Linked DNA regions of Zea mays: region 2 is linked to region 1. Evidence: chromatin contacts called from public Hi-C data. All regions are on one chromosome and are shown on one strand. Each heading gives the region's core, a stretch centred on a gene start, on an enhancer-like site or on the middle of the called end of the contact. The rest is flanking DNA. Distances are from core to core; before and after follow the strand shown. Region 1 holds the start of LOC100194006 (Acetyltransferase NSI). Region 2 holds the start of LOC100275714.

Region 1 (3,771 bases), core at 824-3,323:
TCATCATCTAGAAAAATGAATTTCTGCAAATAACCTTCAGATTAGGACCTGTGCCTCAACTAATGCATATGACCACAGAAGAGCCTGTGATGATCAAACAATGAGGCAAGTACCTGTTTCTGAAGATCTAATTATTGAATATAGTGTAGCAACCAAGTAGCTATTTCTTAATGAGGCTGCTATCTTTGAAAGAGGCCTGCGTGGCCATCCTACCTGTGAGATCAAATATTTAAAACAAACATGTTTGTTATGTGGATCAATATTCAAAACAAATTATATTTGTTAAGAGAAGAAGCATTAAGTTCATTGACTACATAATACTGAGAAATATCGGGATTGATGAAAGGTCACCTTATTGCATAAGGCTTGGAGATCATATACATCAACATCTCCGGCTGAAGAAAATAAAATTTGTTCTGTGCTTCCATCAGGTAGTGTTCTTTCTAGGAGTACTATTTCCACAGGCAAAGGCTCTTCCACTTCAAGTGGTGCTGGTGGTGGCTCTACTGTCTCTGTACTGCTATTATTCTTCAAAAGGCTGAAAACAAATGCATTTCCATTTTTTTGTCCATAAGATTGAAAACCAAAGGCATGTATGCAACACTATTGAATGTCACAAATGAAATTCCAAGATTGTAAAACATGACTAAAAATTGTGTGGTTTCAGGCTTTATGCCTGCCAAAAGGCTGGGAGATATCATTGTTAGTCAAAGGGAAATAACTAGAGTTTCATACCGAAAACAAACAATTTCATCAAACCCCTGTTGGCTGTTGCTACAAGATTCAAAGTCTCCAAAAGTAAAAAAAAAACCTTTGTTCATACATGATATGATCCCACTACTACATATTTATATGTTTCTCGGGCTTAAAATTAGCAAGGAGCAAATCCCTACCTGTTCAACTTTTCTTACTTTATCCCGACATCATGGGAATAAACTGTTTTAGCCTTTTCTGCTAAGGCAAGAATTTGTAACAAGGAGAAGTTTATTTACACCAGTAGATGCATGTCAAGGTATAGATAACATAAAACCTAAAGAAATCATAGAAATGAAGTGTTTGCAAGTGCAGACAATGTACTTTACCCAGATCTGAGAGAATCCCACAAGCCAGCCTTCAAGGACCAAGCTGATGTAGACCGTGTTTTTGCTGCAACAATAGTGTGGATGTTGGTGTTGGGCTACTAATTATCAAATAAACAGCTACGCTTTATGAACAGTCCACAAAAGTAATAGAAAACATAATAATGAATATAAATAGGCCTATGAGCAATCAGCAGTTTGCATGTTTAACTTTCCATTGAGCTTGAGAATCTACAGGCTTTGACCTATTACTATCATGATTTTGTTTTCTGCACTTGTTGAAGTGTACAAAATAATTCACAAATGGCGCGATTTTATTTAAAAGGTAAAGGTGTGGTGGTATAGTGGCAATGGCGCTGACAGATCCAATGCAGGCTTCCAGATATCAACAGAAAATGCGAGAACCGAAAAAGGGCACTCATGTATTTGGCCCAACTGTTAGCTTAAAATTGTGGTTGTATACCCACTATCCAGAAAATAAACTAACTGAAACTTGAAGGCTGCACTATCAACTATTAACCGTTGGCAATTCTGATAATGTGGTGCACTGCAACGCGGGGAGCGGTGCCTTACCTGCCACCCGATTACGCATAAATCTGGGCGTGGAAACCGTGCTTTGCGCTTCGAAACGGCGCACAGTTGGGATGCGAACGCCACATCTGAAATATATATACACATATTTTACAAGCACCAGCAGTACAGAAGTACAAGGGCTTTGAGGGCCAGTGGTTCGGCGCTCAGACGCTTACATCGAGGAGGAAGGTGCGGCGGCGAAGGCTGGAGGCATCTTTAGTGCGCGTTCCCGGGAACGGGAAGCTTGCGTGTCTCCGGGAGCGGAGCGGAGCTGAGCGGGGAGAGGAGACCGCGTGAGCGATGTTGGAGGAGAGGAGCAATGGAGTGGGCGTGGGTGTTTGCGGGAGAGGAGGAGCTTGCGGCCAGTCACCGTGGACCGGAGGTTGGTGGATAAGGTCTGCAGCCTGGACGAAGGGCGGGTCTCTCGATTGAGACTCTGCGAGGATCCTGTTGGGCTGGGCCCTTTGGGTAGGGGCGTGCAGCCAGGAAGGACGAAAAAAAAAGTAAGGTCAGCCTGCATCTTGGACCAAGACCGAATACGAGTACTAGGAAAGGCTCGTAGACTATAAGAGCTTTTAAAAAAATATATACTCCTTCTATTTCGAATTATTTATAACAAAATTTGGTTTTTCTAGACTTTATTATGTATTTTTTTCGATAAGGGGTATCCCCATTTCTATTTTTTGCGTAACAGAAATACAGAATTTAAGGTACCAGAACAGAGATTACATGACAGGGAACATTCAACCTGCAGATGATCATCATCATCGCAGACACAGAAAGAAAGTTTTAACGAAACACCTACTAGGCAGATAACTGTTTTTCAGCAACGAATACAGAACTTGATTCAGGACTGAATAACGGTAGAGAAAATTTCCTTCAGACAGTAAAAACCAACTAACATAGAAACAGGAACAACTTGACGCAGGCGATCATCACTGTTGGTTACTTGCGAATCCTCAGACTCTCCCATTCTCTCATTCTCCTTGTTATCTATCAGCTTTGTACCCTAGCTTGGTGTTTGCCGCTCTTACCAGCAGCTTGGCGCCTTGTTGGAGTCCTGGAGCTCCTTCTTGCTTAATCCTGCCCAAGATAAAATCAACGCACTTGCATGACACACAATATCATTTGGGGATTTTATCAGGTCATTTTCAAACACATTCTATTTCTCGCTTTCCAAATAGCCCAACAAGCAGGTGAGACTTCAACGATATGAATGTTATCCAATCCCGGCATACGTCTTTTTAACCACCTCTAGCATTGACCAATATCCCTAGAAATGGTCTTTGCATTGATGCAATTGGCCACCAGACCCCAAATAACTTTCGCGACAGAACAACTAAAAAATAGATGATCGATTGGTTCAACCTGATCACAAAAGCTACAAATTGGTGTCGCCCACCCACTTTTTTGGGTCAAATTACCTTTGGTTAACAAAAGATTGTTTTGCAGAAACCACATAAAAACTTTAATTTTTTAAGGGATTTTACTTTTCCATATATGTTTCATATATGGCCCAAAATTGTGCACATCCACATGATTGTATAGCCCTGAACCATATTGTAAATATCATTCAACTTTTTAAAGTTCTCATCTTGTAGCCATCTCCTGAAATCAGTTTGCCAACTTTTTCTTTGCATCTCGAGGACCATAATGCCTTTTTCATCACAGATCTCGTAAAGATCAGGGACAACGTTTCAGAGGGGGTCATCCATTAGCCAACTATCCTCCCAAAATCTGGTTTTGTCTCCTTTTTTAGTTTGCACTTGTCTGTCCATAAGATAAAACTTTTTAACTTTTAACAGATCATGCCAAATAGGAGAATCAGAAATGTTTTTTGATACATTATGGATATTTTTCTTTTGAAGGTATTTCTTCTTTATTATCTCCTTGCCACATCCCATTTTCGTTTTTCAACTTCCACCACCATTTGCATAATAAGTTGATATACAACAATCTGAGGTTTTTAATACCCAAGCCTCCAACTGTGCCACTTTACCAGATGATATTTCCTCTTATCACCCCCCCCCCCCCACCACCACAAAAACTTTCTCATTTTCAAATCTAGTTTCTTAATCGTAGTTTTTGGCAAGAGGTGCATAGACATCTTATAAATAGG
Region 2 (3,771 bases), core at 420-2,919, 680 kb before region 1:
CATTTTTTCTAAACCTTATACCCTTATTATTTGGCTTGAAATCTTCTGGGCCTATTAACTCTGAAGCACTTGAATTCATATCCTCGGTGAGCTTTTGTGCTAGTTCAAAATGTCCAGCCTTTTTCAAGTTGCTTGTCAATGCACGGTAGACATAAACTGAAGGTTGGTGCGACTTTTTCATCTCGTGAAACATTTCCAGGGCTTCAGTAATATGGCCAGACCGTCCAAAACTATCAATTAGTGCAGTATATGTCCTCAAATCTGGAGTGATGCCTCTCTCTACCATTTCCAAAGCAAACCTTTTGCACAAATCTAGTCTACCAAGCCTTCGCATGCAGTTTATTAGTGTATTGTATGTCACAATGTCAGGAAAATGCCTAAGTTTTTCCATTAGCTTCACCTCACCAAGCATTTGGTCCACCCGTCCAGCTTTCCCTAGCATGTCCAAAACAGTGTTGAACGTGACAACATCCAAGCTGGTTTCATATTTCTTCAACTCTTCGAAAATGACCAAACTTTTATCAATGTGTCCGTATTTGGCTGTGGCAAAGATAATGCGATTCATAACTGTAGCATCTCTAGAGTGTGTGATTTCCAAAATTTCTCTTACAAATTTGAGTATCATTTCACAGTCATCCAACTTCTGGAGGGCCAATGCAACATTCATATATGAAGTTGAATCAGGAGTAAGTTCTGAAAGCAGCAGGTACCTGAATACCTTGGCAAAAAGAGTAAAGATGTTTGCTTCAGCTGTGTGTTGCAGTAACATATTAAAGGTGTGCAGGCCGACATGGATCTGCTCGTCATGCAGATGTCGAAGAACACGAACAGCATCAACAAGATTGCCAGATCTGCAGAGGTTCTCGACATAAGCAGCACATGGTGATGCATCTGAAACACCACTGCTTGCACTGGTTGAGCAGCACCGCTTAAACGCCTGAATGACCCTGTCATCGTCGGTGTTATCTGAACCACACTGTTGTAGGCAACGCACAGCCATGGGTGAATTAGTGCGTGCAGTGGGCTGTACCACGAGCAAGGCACGCATCAAATACCTCTGGATGTAAAAAATAAATGAAACTTCTGATATCATTTCACCATTTTGAGTACCGGCTACCACAATAAAAACAGCATAGGTGAAAAAAAGAAAAAGGAAATAACTTATTCAAACGTTCAACAACCGGACCAAGGATCGGATCCTGGTTGCTAAGAAAAGACACTAAGTCTACTAGATAATCCGTCACAGGAATCTTAATTCACGCTGAGCTGAAATCGCAAGGAATCAATCAACCCCTCAGCGAGGTAGTAATCTAGCCGTGCAGCGCACGTTCTAGCAAGTGCTTGGATTCAAGTGAGGCTGTACTTGATTCTCGAATTCGTGACAGGTCCGCGCTAACCAAGCACCGCGGCGGAATTTCTTTTGCTGAAATCACAAAAAATGGGTAAAGCAGATAAGGGCAGTACCGGAACGGAGAGGCGCGCGGTGGCGGCGAGCGAGCGTCGGAGGAGCGCCGCGGCCGAAGAGAGCCGCCACATCTTATCGGGGTCTCGGGGTGCGCTGTCACGCAACGCAAGTCAGGTGTTCGACGATATACCTCCAAGCATTTAGCCGTTGGTGAGGGTTGGGAGAATGCGAGCGGCGGAACGGAAAGGCCCGTCAGCCGTGCCGTGAGGTGTGCTTCGGACAGCACCTAATCTATACTACTTTTATTAAGTGCGTGTTTGCCGCCATGGCCCACCGGCCTGGCTGCGCTTCCGGGCTACAATTCTCGTGTTTGCGTCGTCTAACTTGCTCGGGAGCCTGACTGTGCATCTACAAATTTAACCTCTTAGACTGACTCCACAAAAACGAGATCAATGTCCGTTTTCCTGGGAGTCTGGCTGCTTATGGTGTAAGGTTTCCACGTTTAGTTAGTTTTAGCCTTCTAGTCCGATGATTTACTGGGTGACAAACAACAGCTCGTCTGAGCTAGGCTTATACGGTACAAGTGCACAAACAAAGTGAGTTACAGTAACCGGAACAGACTAGCCTCAGTCTGGACCAGTTGAACGGGCCGAGCCGGCCCGGCACAGGATCGCAAACACGCCCTAAATGCCTGTAACTCTGACCTCGCCCTACACGCAACACTCTCTCAGATATTGTCGTGTGTTCACTACTCAGATATAAATATTCTTATAAGTCGTAGGAGATAGTTATCTCAATTGTAAATCTTCTGTGATATGTAAACATCTGAAAAATGGTGAGATTGTTGCTGATCGGCACCCATGATTTTTTCCATTCGCATTGAAGAGTTTTCGAAATTATATCTGTGTGTCCTATGTGTTTGATCTACTTAGTGGGTCGCTGCTCCTTGTGGCAGGGTCGCTGCTATCGTCGCTCTGGTAGTCTGGTCTATTGTGACCTGCAGCAATTCTTTGTTCGGGACGCTGAGCGCCGTGGCGCTGGCCGCACTCTCCGCACTACAGGTGATCTCACCGGTAACGCGATGTCCGGCGCCGTCACGGGTGTCGCGTTCGCACACCCGGCGTGCAACAACATCGCCTTGGTTCCACTCAGGTCGATGTGGTCCAGAGGCTAGAATGGTGGAGGGGTTGCCTTCACCCTTGTCGCTGTGGTCGCCTTCCTCTTCTTGGAATTGAGGTCCTTCATCGCGGACGTCGAGTTCGAGTGTTCGACATGGATGCCACCACCAGGGAGCCAGCGAACTCGTTGCAGCTCATCACGACAGAGGCAGCCCAAAGAGGCCTGCTGAAGCTGGATAGTAGTCACGCAGCACAAAGAATACGATGCATTTTCCTTCCTACAGCGAAGAGGACGTGTTCTGCTAAGTAAACGGTAGGACAAAGTCAAGCACCCGCACCGCAGGCAGCTGAACCGTCGGGATGAGATCGAGGGGCCAGTAAAAAACGGGGCCACATGGACACTCCAGTGTGCTAGTTTTGCTCAGACTCTATCTGCGTGTTTTGTTATGTGGACGCGCTTGGCCAGATCCTTCGTATGTATTGGCTAAGCGTAGGCTTTTCTTTGTTAACCTGTATGCAGGGGGCATGGGCTGCATCCGCCCATGCAGCACAGGCTAAAAAAGGGGCTCTTGACTGCATGTGTGGGGAAGATCATATCGGGCGTACCTGGCGGCCCAGGCTCTCGTGCGCCGGGCTTAACCTCTGCACGAAACCAAACACATGGTATATATTATAGTACTAGCTGCACTCTCCAATATTCATCGACCGCATGTTTATTTTTAAATTAAAATGTGATAAATAAAAAGAACACACGGAGTAATGCGTCTAACTCCAAGTGGCTATTTAACTCGTCCTCGTCCACGTCGTCTCAAATACATCGTTTGTTCTATACATGTTGCAGACGATTCCATACTCATTGCAGGCTCTTCATTCGTGACAACACCTCCTTTACGGCGATAGGGAGGGTGACAACTTGTAAGACTAGTTTGGGAGTTCAAAAACCGAAGATGGTTGGAGGGACTAAAATTCTCTTCTTATTTAATTTTAAATAAGAAGGAAATTTTAGCCGGTTCAATCTCCTTTGATTTTTGGACTCTCAAACTAGCGAGTAGTGTATGAGGCGGCGCCCGTCACAGCCACGTGGCTGAACAGGTGCAATGGCCGGAGGCGAGCGTACGCTATCCGCCGATGCCGAGCTGCCTCCTCCCCGGCATCGTGCCACGCCCACCGTCGGCCTGTCTCCGCCGCCTCCTTCGTCGTAGCATCAGAATGGACTCCTCCAGGCCAATGGCCAACCCGTGCCTTCTA

Evidence for each region. Hi-C and Micro-C count contacts between places; a contact is called where the count stands out from the background.
Region 2: a contact with region 1 is called in a Hi-C map of tassel, with 2.8 times the contacts expected there. The contact joins the promoter of LOC100275714 here to the promoter of LOC100194006 in region 1. A contact is called at or near these places in 4 of 25 Hi-C or Micro-C datasets (ear, leaf, root tip and 1 more).

The regions. Positions count from the first base shown.
Region 1 is chr6:165,544,877-165,548,647 of Zm-B73-REFERENCE-NAM-5.0, reverse strand. It overlaps LOC100194006 (Acetyltransferase NSI), which reads right to left and starts at 2,073. Exons shown (of 8, transcript NM_001351953.1): 1 at 1,829-2,073; 2 at 1,653-1,738; 3 at 1,083-1,146; 4 at 352-538; 5 at 114-213. The coding sequence starts at 1,866.
Region 2 is chr6:166,228,119-166,231,889 of Zm-B73-REFERENCE-NAM-5.0, reverse strand. It overlaps LOC100275714, which reads right to left and starts at 1,669. Exons shown (of 2, transcript NM_001149739.1): 1 at 1,465-1,669; 2 at 1-1,057. The coding sequence starts at 1,536.